2 separate regions of the Mus musculus genome follow, and region 2 is linked to region 1. A link is a contact called in public promoter capture Hi-C data. All regions are on one chromosome and are shown on one strand. Each heading gives the region's core, a stretch centred on a gene start, on an enhancer-like site or on the middle of the called end of the contact. The rest is flanking DNA. Distances are from core to core; before and after follow the strand shown.

What was found. Promoter capture Hi-C pulls out the DNA fragments that hold promoters and counts their contacts.
Region 2: a promoter capture Hi-C map of hippocampal neurons shows a contact between it and region 1, with 2.4 times the contacts expected there. The contact joins the promoter of Tifa here to the promoter of Ank2 in region 1.

The regions. Positions count from the first base shown.
Region 1 is chr3:127,497,769-127,500,548 of GRCm38.p6, reverse strand. Ank2 (ankyrin 2, brain) reads left to right here and starts at 1,434. Exons shown (of 48, transcript NM_001327938.1): 1 at 1,434-1,881. The coding sequence starts at 1,810.
Region 2 is chr3:127,788,535-127,791,314 of GRCm38.p6, reverse strand. Tifa (TRAF-interacting protein with forkhead-associated domain) reads right to left here and starts at 1,443. Exons shown (of 3, transcript NM_145133.4): 1 at 1,144-1,443.

The sequences.
Region 1 (2,780 bases), core at 185-2,684:
GCAAAGTGCACAGAAGGGATGCAGTAAGGAAGATGGGAAAGGCAGGGCAGGCTGTCGTGTCCCAGACACGACATTTCTCTTTCTAGATCTGTTTCAAGCTGTGCAGTGCACAGGTGCGAACATGCAGCCCGGTTTTATGCTGTGTGTATTAGAATGTTGAGCCATGATGGTGGTGTGAATGAGAAGAATAGAGAAAATGCAGATATGATTGAACTGTAAAAATCAATAAGATCTACAGATGATCAAATTTGGGACCCAAGAGCATCAATAATTAGTGATATTTCTGAGGATTTGTCCATCTGGGTTGCAGGACCATTTGTGTCTTCTCATGGTAACCAGCTTGTCCCCTAGTCCCTCTGTGCAAGGATGCTCTTGGCTCAGTCTAACCGTGCTGGGACTCCAGGCACGGACCATGGAGCTCGGCTCTCTTTTGTTAAAGCTGGAGATATATCCGTGTGGAGATTCATAGGAAATGGAAAATAAATGGCAGGAGAGAGGACAACTCGTCTCATGAAAGTCATTTTGCTAGATTTTATTTATTTATTTGTTTGTTTGTTTGTTTATACATGGTCCCATGTACCACAAGCTGGCCTCGAACTCACTGTAGAGCCAAAGATGACCTTGAACTTCTGATTTTTCCATCTCTGCCTCCCAAGTACTGGGACGGCAGACATGCACAGCCACGCCTAGTTTATCCATAGCTGGGGATCGCACCCAAGGCTTCATTCATAGCAAGCAAATATGTGATATACTGAGCTACATTCCAGCTCTTGCTGCTATTAAAAACAAACAAATGAAATTTCCATCTCAGTGGGACATCACTAAAGAGGTACTTGGATGGCGATTTTCCCTACTCCTGGTAGTTCCAGCTTTATTCCAGGGAAGCAGCAACGCAAAGTAGGCCAGCCATCCCGCAGCACGCATGACTTGTGCCACAGCCATTGCGCCGGTCTGCTAAACCTGGTCCTTTGGGTCCCAACTCTTTCAGGATCTATGCAAGTGTTCAGGGTACCTTAGAGAAAAGGCAGCCAAGTCATCACCGGGAAGAGTAGCTGGAAGGCTCTTTCTCATCAAGGAAAAGGTGGGGAAGAGGAAACGCCCAAAGCGTGAAAGATACACAGATTGTGACATTTCACCCTCCTCAGTTCACATTGGACAGGAGCTAAGGTCACAGAGGTATTCCACATTCTGGTCACTTCATATAAATGACTTGTTCCTCATTGGGAGGGAGTGGTTGGAAGGACAAAGAATGCGCTAGAGGTGGGTGGGTGGCTCGCCCACGCGGACAGGAGATCTGGCGTGTAGCGGGTGTGAGAGTGAATGGGAGCGGAGCGGGCCCGCGCGGGGCAGGGAGGAGCAGCAGCCGGGCCTCCCGGGGGACGTCTCCCGGGCTGCGGGAGCGCAGCCGAGCTTCTTATCCCCACCCACCTCGCGAGCTCCGGCAGGCAGTGGTGCATATAGACATATTTCTGGGAGCTGTCCATGAGCTCATCGCTCTCCCGGCGCGCGGCGAAGGAAGAAGCCCTCCTCTTTCTCCCCGCGCCACCAGCAGCAGTCGCTTAGCGCTTGTCGCCGGCCCAGCCCGCAGCCCACTCGGCGCACCATGGCCCCACGGCACCTCGCGCAGAGGTAGGTGGGCTCGGGCAGCAGGTCTCCACGGGCGATCGCGGCCAAGGCCGACCTTCTGCGGTCGCCTAGAAGCACGCGGGTCCCCGGGTGAGCCCGAACGCCGCAGGCCGGGAGCGGAAGAGACGAGGACACGCGGGACAGCCGGACTTGACCGAGGGAAGGAGTTCCGAGAGCGTGGACATGGCTTCTCCCACCTCCCCTGGCCCGGAGGGAGGGGCCTGCACCCCGCAGAACCCCCCGCGGATCCGTCAGGTGGGTGCTGGGTGCCGGGGGGGGGGTTGTCCCCCAGGTCCTCGCCTCCCCCAAGGACCGGGACATCGACTTCAGGGGACAGGGGCTGGCCCCACAGGGAACCCATTCATGCGAGCTTGTGCACTTCGCCTGGCCCAGGAGTATTCCTGAAACCTTTTTCAACGTCCACTTTGCACTCACGCCCCCTCAACCCCCCAACCCCCACGCGCGCGCCTTCCTAAACCAGGCGTGTAACTTCTGTCCGTACACACTCAGGCACACCCGCAAACTGATCTCTCTGCGCTGCAAGGAGGCACACACCCAGCTGTCACATGACCCACTGCAGAGCTATACCGTTAGAAGCCACTCAGGGTGCTAGGATGGGGCTGTAGCCCTGAATGGAGTTTTCTTAGGACCTTTGCCAGGGGTGGCTGCAAATGCTGGCTTCTCACCCACAGGAGAGAAGGGACTTCAACTTTCAACACGGCTACCCCAACAACTGCAGTCATGTAGTGGTAGGGAAGGTATTCATGCTCGCCCTGCATCGATACTCACAGTTTGCCCAGCCCTCCAGCACCGCAACAAGGGCTTGCCCACTTGTCTGGCTGTTTGAATAAGTCCTATTTTTCTGTCTATGTTATATATACTTTAATAATTTTAAAAGGGAGTAGTGGTCCTCCGGCATGGCGGCCCACGCACTACAGAGGCTGAGGCTGGAGAGTCCATGTGAGTTTGAGGTCAGCCTGGTCTGCCTAGGAAATCCCAGGACAACTGGGGCTACATAGTTAAGACCCTATCTCTAAAAATTAAGTGTGGTGGGGGCTGACGGGGTTGGGAGCGTGGTACTCCACTCCCTAGTGGTCTGAGATTTCATGGCTAGGCTTTCTGCACCTGCCACCATAGCCAGGACCTCCTCCTCA
Region 2 (2,780 bases), core at 194-2,693, 290 kb before region 1:
TGCAAATACCACAGATGAGAAGCTACGCAGAGATGTTTTTACTAAAATGAGCCAGGTGTCCAAACGGTTTAAAGGGAAGTTTGCACGGCTCCCCTGGGTAGGGGTCACGCATGCCATCAAGGTTTCTCACGTTTTTAGAATTTGCTGTAAATGGAGGTTCCTCTGAGTCGATATGCTAGCGATTGTGATTACAAGAAGGGAGTTTTTATTTTTGCAAAAAAGCTTCTCTTCTTGACAAACACCCGACACCGAGCTGGCAGAAGGGGAAGAGAAACTTGGAAGAAACAAAAGATAATTTTACTCTCTTGCCCAACTCCCTCAGTTGCCATGGCCCCACCGGGTGTCTTAGAAGACATTTGTCCGCGAATTTTACACCAAAGCAGACCTGCACTGCCGACTCAGCAGCCTTTCTGGTTCCCAATCTTTCAGAGAGAGTGGGGGCAACCAAGTACGGAGAGGAGAGCGTCAGGCAAGCTCAGCGCTTTCCAGCGTTGGCGATTCTCGCTCTGCCCACCCTCCACTTCTTATCCCCACCCCGGCCCCACTCCCCTCCCTGGCCGCGGACCCCCCACGGAGCCTCTCCCAGCAACCGGATGCGAATCCTCTGGGAAAATTGGAAAATCCCGGATCACAACGACGCTGGGCTTTCCTGTGACCCGGCTACGGCCGGGAGGTGGGTCTGGAAGAGGCTTGTGCACTCCGGACTGGGATATTTCCCAAGTTCAATAACAGCATGTGACGGCGGGGGACCGGGATGTCGGCTAGTGAGCCAGAATGCACAAGCGGCATCCTTCTAGTTTCCGATTGGATGAAAAGTTTGCAAGAATAGGAGAGGAAAGACATACACACACACCGCTCCCCTCCCCCAGTATTGTTCGGTTCCTCCCTTATTTTATAAAGATCACGTATTTCATAAGCTTAAGATCGCGCTGGCTATATATTTTTTCAACCTTTCCTTAGTATATAGTGCAAGACTGCCTGTAAACCAAGCCAAGGAGAGAGAGAGCGAGAGCGAGGGAGAGGGAGAGGGAGGGAGGGAGGGAGGGAGGGAGAGAGAGAGAGAGAGAGAGAGAGAGAGAGAGAGAGAGAAGCAGGCAAGCGACAGTCCCCCACTCTCAAGCTAAACAGGTGACCAATAGGTACCTGGGGACTTGGAGGTCCGTGAGTCTTGCGGAGCCTTCTGGTGGAAGCCTGGGGATAGGGGTGGGGGTGGGGGACCGTCGCTGCCAGCGCCGTGGGAGCTCGAGGAATCCGCAGGTCGCTGGTCCTCCCACGCCACCGAGCCTCCCACGGGCGCGCCAAGAGCGGCCTCGCGCGAGTGACCTCGGCAAAGCCCTTGCCGGGAGGAAAGCCCCGCAGAGCCAGGCAAGAGGCTGCCGCCGCCGTCCAGCCCTTTTCCACAGGAAGCCCTGCCCCCTGTCGCCTCTCTGAGGTCTCCTGACTGACCGGGTTTGAGTCGCCGGGCACCCGGGGCGACCGCACCTTCTCCAACAAGAGGCAGCTCTAGATGGCATGTGACCCGGGAGCTGGGCTTTGAGAAGAAAGGAACTGGGTCGGTTCCAGATTAAGAGCTGCTGTGGGGTGGTGGACCAGCAGGCAGTTGGAGGACTCGTTGGGGACCCTAAGAATGTGCGCCTGATCTCGGGCCTTGGGAGGCAGTGGCTACTCTCTGCTCAACCCGAGGCGTGGGGAGCGGATGAGAGTCCAGCCAGACAGGATTGGAACCTTCCTCGGGATGCTGCCACCCTGCGCACAAGCCGTCCAGAAGCCTCCTCACCTGTCACTTCCGGCTAACCAACCTTTCTTCGCCCAACACCTAGTGCTGAGTGGTGACAGGGGCAACAGCCTCGTGAGGGTCTTTCAGAGGACCGACTGGATACCCGGACACTAATTTCCGAAGTTCAAGGAGGTTGGGATGGAAATACAGAAGGCAGCTGTGGAGAGAGGTAGGAGAGGGCTTCTATTTAGGGAGAAGAGCGATGGAGAGCAGAGCGAAGAGAACCAGAGTGACTGTAGAAGTTGCCAAGGATGTTCTAGTTGTCCGTTCCGTCGTCCCCTCTGCTTGGGAACCTGAATAGCAATTCCCACAGTCTTTCCATGGAAACTGTTTATTTGTCTGGACTCTGTCCTTAATGTCAGGGGAGGTAGGTCTTTTTCTGGGACAATAAAATGATGTGGCTTCTGCACTGTTGTCAGTCTACTGGAGGGCCTCCCCCCCCCCCCCAATTCTGCTGGGAAGCCTCGGCTGGGAAAGGACTTAAGTACATTTAAGTGAGGCAGATTCCAGTAAGGGATGTAATTTCGTTGGTTAATGATCAACGTTTATTATTCCTTCTTGGAAGAAGAGACAGCCACGGAATCTTCTTTCGATTGAGCTGTATCAAAGCAGGTACAAGATAAGACATTGCCAAGTGATTGTGCCAAATAAACCCAGGCAATAAAGTAACATAAAAATCGGAGTTTCTGCTCTCAGATCTCTTTCTTGTTAACGGTTTTCTTTTTAGACAAGGTTTTGTCATGTAGCTCAGGCTAGCTTCCAAGTCAAGACCCTTCTGCCTCCTGTGAATCCTAGCGTCATGATTGTGCTCCATCTGAACTCTTTAATCTTCAAAGCTGAGTTGAAGAACATGTGAAAAAAATGTGACGAATAAGGGAGTAATAAAGTGATGGACATGGTCAAAGTGCATTAACACAAGTAGAGAAATAACATAGAAACCTTCACTTTATACTATTAATATTTAAGTAGGGGCTATTAACAACACTGACAGAAGATACAGGTT